Regions from separate parts of the Oryzias latipes genome. Here region 1 is linked to region 2. The links are chromatin contacts, called in public Hi-C maps. All regions are on one chromosome and are shown on one strand. Each heading gives the region's core, a stretch centred on a gene start, on an enhancer-like site or on the middle of the called end of the contact. The rest is flanking DNA. Distances are from core to core; before and after follow the strand shown.

Region 1 (6,355 bases), core at 3,513-6,012, 120 kb before region 2:
TGTAGGGGTGAACCGCCATTTTGTTTAGTACATGTTTTCACCTGGTTTTGTTAGGTTAGGGAGGTTAGCGTTCTGTCTTTGATTTCCCTTTTCTTTTGTTGCAGGTAAGATTACATGTTGCAGTTAGTTGGGGTTTTGTTTGTTGTTTTGGCCTGGGTTCACCCTGAAGCCTTTTAGCTTCACTTTTAGTTATTGTTGGATTGTTTGTTTATTTGTAAATAAATTTGTGTTATTTTATGGAGACATTCGTTTGGTGTTTTTTGTTACACTTAAATTCAGTAGCCAAAACCTTTACTTTTTATGTTATGCCCCCCCTAGCACCCCTAGACACAAAGGGGGCGTAACAGTGCTAAAAGTCAGTAAGTTTCTGAGCATGCCTGAAGTAAATACTGTTTCTTTGAGGAAATTCACCTTAGAGGTTACCACAATCATTTTTTGTTTTTGTTGTTGGTGTTTTTGGTGACCCTGATGTCCATGTGTACCTGTTCAATACCACACAATAACTTATTTTATCATCAAATCTCCTTTATGGTTTCAGAATTGTTATAAGCAGCTCCTTCTATTAATCTATCAACTACCCCTGCTTTGTTTGCAAAGCATCCAACCCGAGCGAACGCTTTGACGAAGCCCATCCTCTGTCTTTTTTCATAACACACAAAATGTAGCTCAACATCTTCTACTCTGCCACATCAGCATTACTGGTCTCAGTAATCTCTTCTACATTACCTCTTTACCCGTCTCTGATACCTTCTATCACACACTACTGCTTCCACCTTTACAGCTAGATAAAATCTGTTGCTTCCTGTGTTTTGCACTACTGCGTGTAGTTTCCCATCCAAGGCTGTATAAAAAAATGTTCAAATGAGCAAGAGGTTTTTTAGAATAAAAAGAGACTAATTTGTGCCAAAAATAGGATTAGGACTTAAACTTCAAGAGCTCTTTGAAAGTTTTTGCTCTGAAATCTGTTTTTTCCAATACATTGCATTTATGACTGCTGTCCATTGATTTTTATTTGGAAAAACAATTAGCATTTAGTGATACATGAATTTATTTAACCCCTTTTTTTATATAAAGCTAAAATTTTTCAGTAGCTGCACCTATCACATTCATGTGTCATGTTCTTGATTCAACTTTTGGTAGTTTGATTACATTTGGTTTTGGCTTACCTTGTTGGTCATCATGTTTTCTGAAATATGTCTACTTTCAACTATTAGTTTGACTTTCAGTTTCCTCATAAAGCAGTTTTAGCCCTTGTGCATGTGTTTAATTTATACTTCACATATTTGTTCATTTACGCTCTGTTAGGCACTACACCCATGAGCAAACACCTCTGTTATGTGTTATTGTAGTACATGCAGTTCCAGATTCTGCTCTTTTTTTATATGAATATAATTTATAAAACATCTGCCTTTTTATTTTTCTTCTACCTCCTAGATCCCCTCATTTAGGTCTTTTCCATTGACTGTATAAGAGGACTGGACTGAGCGAGTCTGAAATCACCCATAGACTTCCAGCTCCAGTAAAATGAAGCCAATTCATTGACCATTTTTTTGGCGATGTTGGACCCAGACAACAGTGATTGGTCAGAGTCGGATTGAGTCAACTATTCTATGACAACTACTGCTGCCAATCAGGAGTGAGGTTGTTCGAAGTCCCCACCCCTTCCCCTTAAAGTGGGCTTGGGAGAATCTGTCAATTTATATTGTTTTAACATTGTGAAGCACTTTGTGAGTCGCTCTCTGAGAAAAGTGCTATATAAAGCTTTACTTACTTACTTGCTAAACATTTCAAACTTTCGAGGTGGGGGCCAGCGGGCACTATTGAGGCATCCGATTGGTCAGTTTATAACTTGAATAACTTGCAATGAAGAAAAAATGTCGTGAAAAAAATAGGATTAGCAACAACATGTTAAAAAAGGTAGCAGAGCAAGAATGGTTACTCTGACAAATAAAACGACGGAGTCATTGAGACTATCTTTCAATAGAAGTCTAAGGGCTTGGAGCCAGCGGACACTTCCTGTTTGGAACCCAAGGGAGGAGGGATTGCTCAGTCCAGCTCTCTTTACAGTCAATGGGTCTTTCCTCGCCTGTTCTGAAGCAGTTCATTTTTTTTTGTTTTTTGAATTGAGAATTTGAACTGCCAGTAAATGATTTTACAGATGTAGCTACTGGAAAAGCTGAACTGAAGGTATACCGTGAACTCTGAATATTTCTAAGGGACTTTGAGGGACAGTTTAAGGTTTGAGTTTTGCGTGCTTGTACTTCAAAATCAGGGTCAGAATAGGGCAAGTGGAGTCATAATTCTAGTCATATGAGAAGCATTTTTTTATATTTCAGGTACTTTAATCAGACCAGACCTGGTGGAAAAAAAAATATATAAATATTTTGGAGACACATTGTTATTGTATTTAGGCCCGATTATTGGAGTTAACATGACACAAAGCAGGAACTTAATTTCCGGTTCCATGTGAGGCCTGACGCAGTTCCCCTGCTGAAGTAAGTGTTGGGGTCTTCAGCTCCACTTTCAAGAACAAAGACAATATCCTGGAAGAGTGCATCTTGTGGCACAGAAATAAAACTGTCAACACCTGAAATAGATAAGAGATACAAAGAGAGGCAACGTGCCATTTAGTATCATTTGCTAGCAATAATGGCTGCATAGCTGAAGGAAGTAGGATTCATTTAACCAGAGCTGGCATAGGTGCAACTATCACTGATGGGAAAACAAATCATTCTTCTTGTCTGCAGAGATTTTTTTGTGTGGGAGATGTGTTGAAAAATAAATAAAATAACCTGACAGCCAAGAGTTATTCTTCAGCAAACCTAAAATGAAATCTTAAACCCGTTACATCTTTAATTAAGCTTGGTTGATGTGAAAGAGCAGCTGCTGTCAGAATATTTAAGCTACAGCCACTTCTAGAATGATTTGCTCTTCTTCCAAGAGAAAAAAACAACTGTCAGTCAGCTGAGGTGAGGAGTAATTTATTCCAGTTTCGCAAATGGTGGTATTTTCTTTGTCATGCACTGTTTAGCGGCTGCCCTCTATCACAGAAACCTGCAGTGAAAACTATTTTTTAACTCAACGATGAGAAAAAGCAAATGTCAAAATGAAGCTGAGAGGATTTTAGAGATTTCATGCTGGCTTGCCTGTGTATGGTAATCAAGTTTCATAGATTATTTTTTTAAATAGGACGGCTTTTTGAAAATGACTTGTTTCTTTGTGTCTGCTTGCAGGAATCCTCAAAACATACAGTAAGTTTACGACTTAAAACACATATAGGAGTGTGAGCATACATGATTAATGACCGCACACATCTCAGTACCCAACCTTACAGCTAGAGAGGACTCCAGACTTATTGAAAGGAGATGAGGAGTACACATCCTCCTAATCGTTCAATAAAAACCCCAAAACCAACAGGGAAGTGTTGAAAGTTTGTATTATCTGCTGTAAAGGTCAGGGTCATCCATCAAACTTGTTGAACACAATCTAAACATTTTGATAAGTACACACATTTCGGGTTACATATTTTTATAATGGAATAACATAACAAACTCAATGCTGAATGACCTATCTAGAAAGTTTTGCTTCATGGAAACATGCATTCTGACACTATAAGGAACATTACTAAACAAAAACAAAAAAGCATCTACTTTAGCAATTCCAAGCTGTGCGTTTAAGCCATGCGATCCCGAGAGGAAGGTAAGATGAAGTCTGCAGTACAAACAAATTTGAAACAGTTAAAGATGTGTGTTTCAGTGAAATACTTAATGTCTAACTTGGGAAGAAGTTAGCACCTTCAGCACAATAGAAGTCACTGTCACCAGCCTGAAACATCTATGATTTTATATCTATAGGCAAAACTGTTTTGAAAACAAAAATGTTAATGTTAACGCCCCAGTTTCATCTTTGATAACTTACATTTATCAAGGAATCTACGTTGCTACAACTTAGGACAAATAACTGGAGAAGAAGCTTGTGCTGCATTTTTTGGCAAAATTTTACGGGACTGCATTTGAAAATATAGATGGCTTTGTCTGCATGCATTTACTTATATAAAAAGGAGTTCTCTTGTCATTGTAAAGAGCCCCATCTCTTGAAACCTGTGGTGGGGGATATCAGAGCTGTGTATTGACAGCAAACAGTAAGAAAGCCTGCAATTGTAATCAGCCCACAAGAGCTTTCATGTGTCTAGTCTATTGCATGTAGAGAAGAGACACCCACAGCTCTTTTTGTGGTTTGTAGTGAGCTGCTGTTTCAAGCTTCACCTAAAGAGGCATATCACAGTTAGAGGAAGTGAACACACCACCCTTGCTTTCTCGTGAAAAACACAAATATGAAGTTCAACTTCATTTTCTTTTGGGGGAAAAACTGCCAGTCCATGGAAAGAAAAGATCCCATATAAAGTCAGGCTGTTCAAAAGATAAAAGGCGAGCTGTAACAGGCGAGGTAAATGGTTGAAAGACATTCTGAGGACTTTTAGATTGCCGAAAAGAAATTGGATTTATAATATAAAAGTGGCACAAAGCAGATTTTCAGCCTAGGGTGCCTAAACAGCTCTGCAAAATTCTTACTACAATCCAATGGTTCTGCCACTCCTTGTTTCTGTGTCTCAAGGTAAACCATAGTAATCCTCTACTTCCTTTCTGAATGAGTCCTTGGTCTCTCTGTGTTCAGAGAATGCTGACCCTGTCTGTGAGGCCTTGCACATCTGCATCATCCCCACCTTCCTCAGCAGTAGGAGGGGGAACAAGGTGAGTAGGATAGGGCATGTTTTGCTCTTGGGCATACAACTGCCAACGGCTGTCATCGCTCTCGTGGGTGATGTAACGCTCTCCAAGTTTGGTCTCCAGCTGTCGCAAGTCCAGCCACGTCTGGTAGTCCTGTGAAACGAAGTACAAACATTAGGGTGAAATTTCAGTTTAAAAGGCCATGAAATTGGATCGATATAAGAGAAGCTTTCGTGGTTTTGATGAGCCCACAGAGGACCATCCAGTAATCACTTTAGGATAGTGCCTGCTTGTCAAAGAGCTGACATAACCCGAAAATTGCAAATAGAATTTTCATCCAGTTAAGGCTGTAGTGGCAGAGTAAGTTACAAAAAACAAACAAAAAAAACAAACAAAAAATGCTCAAAACTGTTTAGCATCTATTTTCTCAGTTACAACTTCACAGAGTTGAAGAGTGTGCTCAAATCTGTTTCTTTCTTCATGAGGCAAAGACATTACTGAGGCATTCTCGCGATCTTAAGGCCCAGCTTTGTCTATGTGATAGTGTCTGCGGAGCGCTGCTGCATCCTTTATCTCTGATGAGGGATTACAGCTGCACTGAAAGCATGACGAATTGTCTTTGAGGCCAAAGGAAATCTTCACTTTTGATAAATATGTCTGAATAGTGTGCCTGTTTGAAGATGTGAGTGGTTTATTTGCAGTACCTGTAAATACGTGTGACTGAGACTTTTGTCTACACTGTAGCGCTTCCTCATCTTCACTTGCAGCAGATTGTTGATCAAGTCGATTGCTGAAAAGAAGACATTATGCCCATCATTTATATTTAAATCAATCATACACAAAAGAATTATAATTCTGTGCATATATGCATATATGCACAGATAACAGAAAGCTGTTAATGTTCCTTGCCAGGTTTTAAAATGAATAATATGACTTTATGTTATAAAAAGGCAGGCAAAGTGATGTGTACAGTTTTCATCAAAATGTATAAAAATAAATAAATTAAAAAAAACAGTAGCCAGTGGGAGCTAATTAAAATTCACTTGATTAGCTGATAATCATGGCTACCTCAATTAAAGGTTTGGCTGCTTGACTTGTGGGAACTGTTGCTGCCTGTCTGTCTTTCTCCGTGAGAAACAAAACATTCTTTCGTTTGCAAAAGTGAACTTCCAAACAGGTCAGACCACAAAATAAGGTTACCTAAATCCTACTTGCTGCGTATGTTAGATATGTCACGCACATTACTGCAGTTGATGAGGTTGAAGATTGAATCAGCGGAACTTTTTTCTTATAAAGCCTATATTTGCACTGAAAAATGTCAAAAACATTTACCGTATTTAAAAGAATTAATTTTATTCAAAACACCTTTTAGGACCATCAAAGTCACTGTACTAAAACACAACAGGTAAAATAAATTAAAAACATCTTTAAAAACAAAACAAATGGTGCAAATGAAATTATATTTTAAGATATCGCATTGTTTCTGCTGTTTTACATTGAGTTTGTCAAAAAAAAGGGTTTCTGATTGTGTGCAGCAGCACTACGGATATTATTGTTAGTTCATTTTAACACATGGTAATGGAACAAATGATTATTTATTGTTTCATAATGGCTGTGTTTAGTTTTTC
Region 2 (6,475 bases), core at 1,022-3,521:
GCTCTGGATTCCAGCAGGCTGATGAGGACAAAGGAACATCCGGAGGAGGGTTCACTCCTTCCACGTGAGAAGACAAACCAAGCCTGCATGATGTATGTTTACACACATTTCTGGCACATTTAACAAGAAAAAATAGAAATAAAAAAATTATCATGTGGTCCTTTTGGGTTCTTGTTTTACGAATTAAGTAAACCATGGTACATTTGCTGGTACCAAAGTGGAGATAAATGCAGGGCAGCCAGATTAAGAGGGTTTGGACACGCTGGGACGAGGAACAGTGAATATGTAGGTTAAACGGAGGCCCTGTTTGGAGCTACCAGGAAAGAGGCCTACAGGAAGACCAAAGAGGAAGTTCATGGATGCAGTGGAGGAGGAAATGAGGATAGTTGGTGTGAACAGGGTTAGAAGAAGGTGGATGATTTGCTGTGGCAACTCCTAAAGCCTGAGTGTCAAACTCCAGACCTCGAGCACCAGCCTCCTGCTGGTTTTCTGGAAATCCTGCCTTATCTGCTGCTGATTTCCTGGATCAGATGGGTTTAGCCAATAAGAAGCTTCAATGGCAGGTTGGTTGGAAAACATGTAGGACACCGGCCCTAGACAAAAATTAATTTACATAGAAAAGTGTCTTAAGTGAAAAACAGTGTCAGAACAATTTATTACCTTTACTTTTAACCTATTGATGCAAATAGGCATCAGACAACTTCAGCTTCAAAAGTACCTTAACTTAAGATCTACGTGAAATCAAATTCTTATTATGTGATTTTCTTTTCCATAGCTGGAAATAAACTTAGGGGTCAAGGGGTTAAACTCCTGTTTGTATTTTTCATTAAAATTAAAGATTTTTGAATTGGTATTGCTCTGGAACATTTGAACCCTTGGACTTCTCAGTCGAAGCTCATTCAAAAAGAAAATAGCTGGTGCAGTTCACCAAATTACCACTAGGCGAACAATGACTATTTTATTCATTAAACCTTACATCCTAATCTGTGGATACCTCAGGTTCGAGTGGGAAATCACTTTTACTCAAATTCGAATATTTACACAAAGAAGTCTCAGGTAACAACCTTGATTTGCTGTCAGGTACAGAAAAAAATCTAGTCTCCAATGAAAATCATTTAGAGTAGAAGAGTCATCATCCGTCCATCCATCCATACATACATCCATAAGGAAGAAGCTCATTTCAGCTACTTGTATTTGGGACCTCGTTCTTTGAGTGAGTATTTGAACAAAGATCAACTAGTAAATTGAGAGCTTTGCTTTCTGGCTCAGCTCTTTCTTCACCACGGACCGGTACAGTGACCACATACCAGTGGACACTGCACCAATCTGCCTGTCAATCTCACGCTCTGATCTTCCCTCACTCAAGAGAAAGATCCCAAGGTATTTAAACTCCTCCACCTGGGGCAGGAACACTCCACCCACCCAGAGATGGCAAAGAGTCACAATTTGAGATTTAGAGAAAGCACAAGGAAGGATGCATTGTAAATGTAGAAAATCAGTATTTGTTCTTGAGGTAACAATTTCGATTTATTCCCCCCTCACCAAATTTGCATGTTCTTTATTTTTGGGCTTAGGATTCAGATTTCCCCCTTTTATTTTGTTAGCTTTCATATTTCTAATTATCTGATTACTACAGCAGTGTACATCAAAAGATTTTTAATGTTTACAAACTGTAAAACATTTTTAGGTAATTTTTTCGGTAAGAAAAAGGTAAAAATTAAATTAAATTAGCTCAAATAAATATATTGAAAAAAGTAAATGACACAAAAAACCTTTTAATAATGACATCTTTCTCTTGAAATTGAACATCATAATAGTTTTTACTCTTGATGCAGTAGAAATTGAAAAACATAAGTGACAGAGACTTTAAGGCCAAACTACAGAAAATACTCAGTCTCACACAAATAATTTCAGCTTATATTTTATTTGATTTAGTTAGCTAACTTTTCACTACAGCAAATAAAATCTACTTAATTTGTTTAAAAACCAAAAATAAACAAACTTCTCTCCTCAGAAGACTGCTATACCTATCTATCAAACTGAGAAATGTTTTATCCTCTCCCGCCCTCTTGTGTCATAAATTTGAACAAACATGTTTAAAATCTAGAGATGCTGTAACTGTTTGAGTAGGAGAAGAGTAGTAGTTTCTTTGTAAAAAAAAAAGGTTGATCAAAAAAATGCTTTAAAACAATATAATTAAGCGTTTTTATTAGCCTATTTATTTTTCCAGCTCCAATGTCTGCCGCATGGTGGCGCCACTTCTATTCTGCCTGCCTTTCGGCGGACTCTTCCGGAGTGTCGTTGTTGACCGTGTGAGAGTTCAGAGTTCGTGTTGTGTTTTTGCTCTTAGCTAACATTTTACCCAACAGTTTTCAGTGATGTTATGGCTTTCCTGAGCCTTTTCGTGAGGAGGCAGCTGCCGCAGGCTGTCACCTACTTCGCCCGGACTCTGAAGCTGGGCCGACCTCCGCGCTCCGCGGCCCCGCTGAGGAGAATCCACGGGTCGGCGCAGCAGCGGACGGCTGAGAAGGGGTCGTGGGGGAAAAGCCGGGGCTCGGAGCAGCCGCTGCAGCTCTCAGACCTTGACAAGGCGGACGCTTTGGTAGGCTAAAAATGGTGTAAAAATACCCAACACACTTGTAATGTATTTGTTTTTTCATCTAATAAGGGTAAATTCCAGACTTTTCATCTATCTCGTTCTCTCTTGCACCTTTCGCAGATACTAAGAAAGTCGCACGAAACAGGTAATTTCAAATTCCCCCCCTAAGTTTTAAGGTTTGTGATTTATTATTATTATTATTATTATTATTATTTAGAATAACAAAAATTATCTTCAAGCTTACATTTCTGACTTACTTTTGAAAAATTCTTGGTCTCTTTTTCCATATTTGTTTTGGTATCTTCCACCCCCAACCACATACAACCCTCAAAAAGTGGTTTGATCCAATATCTTGTGGAGTTTTACTCTGTTTTATGTGTACATTTTGGGATTTTTTTTTTTGTTTCTGTAATTATATTTAACAATTGAGTGCATCGCACTTTGACTCCATGTTGCCATGTTGTGACTTTAGAAACAGCGTGGAGCATTTGGAAGAAAACATGTTTTGCTTTCGCTGATTCTCTATGTTAAAGCCCAACCTGCAAAGTTTCATGGTCCAGTTTTTTTACGGCCATGCGTCAGAAGTAAACTACAGTTCTTAAAATCTAAACTAAAACCACAACTCAAACTTTATTTATATAGCACTTTCCATATAGAACAGAACAAAAAGTGCTTAACACCAGAACAAAAACATAAGACAAGCACAACAATTCGAAACACAGGAACCCCTAGTCCCATTCATGCCTCCCACCCCTTAAATGAGGGTGATAAACATTTGCAAAAGAGTCTGAGCATGGAAAAAGTTTGTTGGTGTAAAAATTGATATTTGGAACCTCCCTCTCAGTGAAAGCTGCACAGACAGCCAGATGCAGCATCACAGGAGACGCCTCAGTAAGGTGGTGATGCTGTTCACAACTAGAGCCGCAGCGGCTGAACAGCAGGCGACCCAGAAGGAGAGGATCCAACTGAGGAACTGACAATGATTAAACAACTTAAACAAGTTCTGTGGAACCCTGACAATACACTCACTCCAAGTTTTCTTAGTTTTCCAAAGAAATATGAATGCGAAATTATCACGACATTATGAGCACTTTATCTAAGAGGAGTAAAAGTACCCAAGATGAATAAGGTTACAGAAAAAGGAAAAAAACACATTTTGAACCCTTCAGCTCTGCAATCCACAGGGTGGAACACAACAATCACTTCTTACACTTTTCCCAATATTCTAAAATAATTCTACCGTATGCTGTCTCAGCCAGCCCCCCCCCCCCCCCCCCCCCCGTCTTTTTTGACATCAATCAGGTTGTGTTTGAATTCCCTCACTACTTGGTGCACTATATATTGCATTCCCCACTTTGCAGAGGTGTCTGACTGAATCTACAGTTCCAAAATCCAGTGCCCTGGAAATTTCCCACAAGTTTCTGTGAAAAACTAGTGTGCATTGATGCTCACTATTGGCAAATATAGACCACAATGCATTGCTGTCATGATTTTTTTTTATTTAAAAAAAAAAAGTAAACCATCTAAGTTTTAATCATCTGAACACAGTGGATTCCTAAATAGCCTCAGTATAATGTTTAAATTTATTAGGTTTTTACTTTGCCAAATGGGCAATGTCATATTTGGCGTTTAAAAAAAAGTAGTGAACATATGTTTAAATTACATTTAAATCCAGGGCAGTGGATAGCTCCTGAATTGTATAGTTTTTTTTTTTTTAGGTGTAAAGAAGGTAAATCAGACATAGTCCCAGCCTAGAGAATCATAATTTCTGATGGTTTTTCAATAAACTCAAAACAAGTCCAACTTTATTTATAAAACAATTTTCATACGCAAGTACCACAAAGGGTTTTACATACTTCAAAATCAAAAACAAAGAGCTTCCCACCCACAGAAAATATTAATTATCTCGATTTGGATCTTCAGATAAAAGCATCAGCTTAATGCAAAATAAAAAAATCTCTCTTTTCATTTTTTTTTATTATAAATTTCTCATTAGAAGTTCCTTCTGAAACTTGGTGACCAAAAAACTGCGACAGCATCTCTCTCATGTCTGATCTCTCGTCAGCTACTTTTGAACACTTTGCTGGTGGCGTGAACATGTTCTTCAGAACCGTTTATTTAGACTCTTTTACACACATCTGACCACGAGTCCAGTCTGGCACCTGTAGAACAAACTAAACCCAGCTCTCAAACTGCAGCATGCAGACATCTGTGACAGATGTTGGTCTGTGTTTACGGCTCTGGCCGTTTTGCAGGATTCCTCTCGTGGTTCAGGAACGGCCTGCTGGCGACGGGGATCGGAGTCATCGCCTTCGTCCAGAGTGAAGTTGGACGAGAAGCAGGCTATGGTACAAAACTGATCCTTTTGCTTTTCAAAGCAACAGAACAGATTTTCTTTCACTTTCTGTTAAAACACAAAGTACAACATGTTGCAGTCACGTAAATAATCCATTTTCCTGTATATTTACAAAGCTCATAGATATTGTGCGTTGTCTCCATCAAACCAACAAACAATACCTCTTTTTTTTAATATAGGCAATTGGTTTTATTGATATTATCTCTAACTTCTCATGTCTTTAATAACACAGGGCTTAGGAGCTAAAAACAAGTCTGTGGATGTTTTTGGAAATCAGCGATTCTCTTTGAAGTAAATGGCTTTTCGAGAAAAGTAAACACGTGAAAACACACCTTTAGCGCTCTTTGTTGTAAAATCGGCGAACTTCAAACAGAATCTGGTGATGAGAATTTTTCTTTGATACAGCACCAGCAGCAGGTCCACAATTAATTATTTCACAAGGATTTCAGCAACTGACTTCAACCATCGGGAGCAAAAATGAAGACAGAGTCCTTGATGCTTTAGTTATAACCATGGATACTACTTGAAGAGATGCCAAATGAAAAAGGCTCATTGATTGACAGCGTGTGATTATTGATGAATGGAAAACACGAAAAAATTAAATCTATTAGACAGAAACTAAACACGTTGCGTTTTTTTTCTCTTCAAAATAAAAGCCTCTTTTTGTAAATTTTTCATGATAAACAGGTTGTTTGGCTTTTGTAATTCAGTGGATTAGACTATAATGTCTTACATTTGTCTTTAATTTGTATCTAATTATGTAAAAAAGGTATTTCAGCAGTCTACGAAGGAACTGAGTTACAGTGACACCATAATCATCTGTTTTTCTGCAGCCTTCTTTATCCTGGGAGGTGTGTGCGTGTCATTTGGCGGCGTCTCGTACATCGGCAGCCTCTTCACCTTGCGGAGGCTGATGCTGCTTTCTGTGCCAGCTCTGCTGCTCCAGGGCGCCGTGGTGAGCAGCGTCGCCCTCTTCTGGCTCTGTGCTGTATCGCTGTACATAGGCCGACTGGAGGTGGAGATCATCCACGAGGAAGAGGACGGCGAGGACGAGGGGGAATGCCGGGAATGCAAAGAGAGGCGGGAACACCGGCCTTACCGGGACTCTGAGGACAGTGATAGGAAAGGACCAAACAAGTAGAGGTCTTCCAGGAACCGAGTGTTTGTGTGGTTGAGTGTGCGCATTCTGCTTTGATTCAGGGTTGGTGTTATTTGTGTAAATCTATTATCTGCGGTCAAAAAAGAAATCACATATTTTTTAGGTGAGTAAAGAAACCTAAATCTTATAGAAAAACTTGCTGGAGGAAATGCTGGTAGGTGAACGTTTACAGTTTTGGTGAATCAATCCTCCTTTTTTTTTACGTTTTAAAAAAAGTACTTTTTTTGTTGTTGTAACTCCACATCCTCAGTTAAGTTTTTGTGCCACTTTATGCAGGTCTCTTGTTTTCTTTGACAACACTTGTTGGCTGCTGTTTTTCATATCAAAGTTGTCAAAAATCTTAAAACATGCTGTGAGAACT

What was found. Hi-C and Micro-C count contacts between places; a contact is called where the count stands out from the background.
Region 1: a Hi-C map of embryo shows a contact between it and region 2, with 1.7 times the contacts expected there. The contact joins the enhancer-like site here to the promoter of tmem160 in region 2. A contact is called at or near these places in 2 of 5 Hi-C or Micro-C datasets (embryo and fibroblasts).

The regions. Positions count from the first base shown.
Region 1 is chr13:14,907,243-14,913,597 of ASM223467v1, reverse strand. It overlaps prkd2 (serine/threonine-protein kinase D2), which reads right to left. Exons shown (of 19, transcript XM_011482554.2): 18 at 5,432-5,517; 19 at 3,419-4,880. The coding sequence ends at 4,671. Among protein-coding and RNA genes, the nearest start is that of LOC101161496, 11 kb to the left of the region's middle. Within about 2 kb of position 4,762, at least 1 of the 8 cell types and tissues checked has an H3K27ac peak or open chromatin away from gene starts, as enhancers often do. A contact at or near this core is called in embryo, where this site is marked.
Region 2 is chr13:14,788,750-14,795,224 of ASM223467v1, reverse strand. tmem160 (transmembrane protein 160) reads left to right here and starts at 2,271. Exons shown (of 4, transcript XM_004075402.4): 1 at 2,271-2,602; 2 at 2,720-2,744; 3 at 4,855-4,947; 4 at 5,789-6,475. The coding sequence starts at 2,384. The coding sequence ends at 6,096.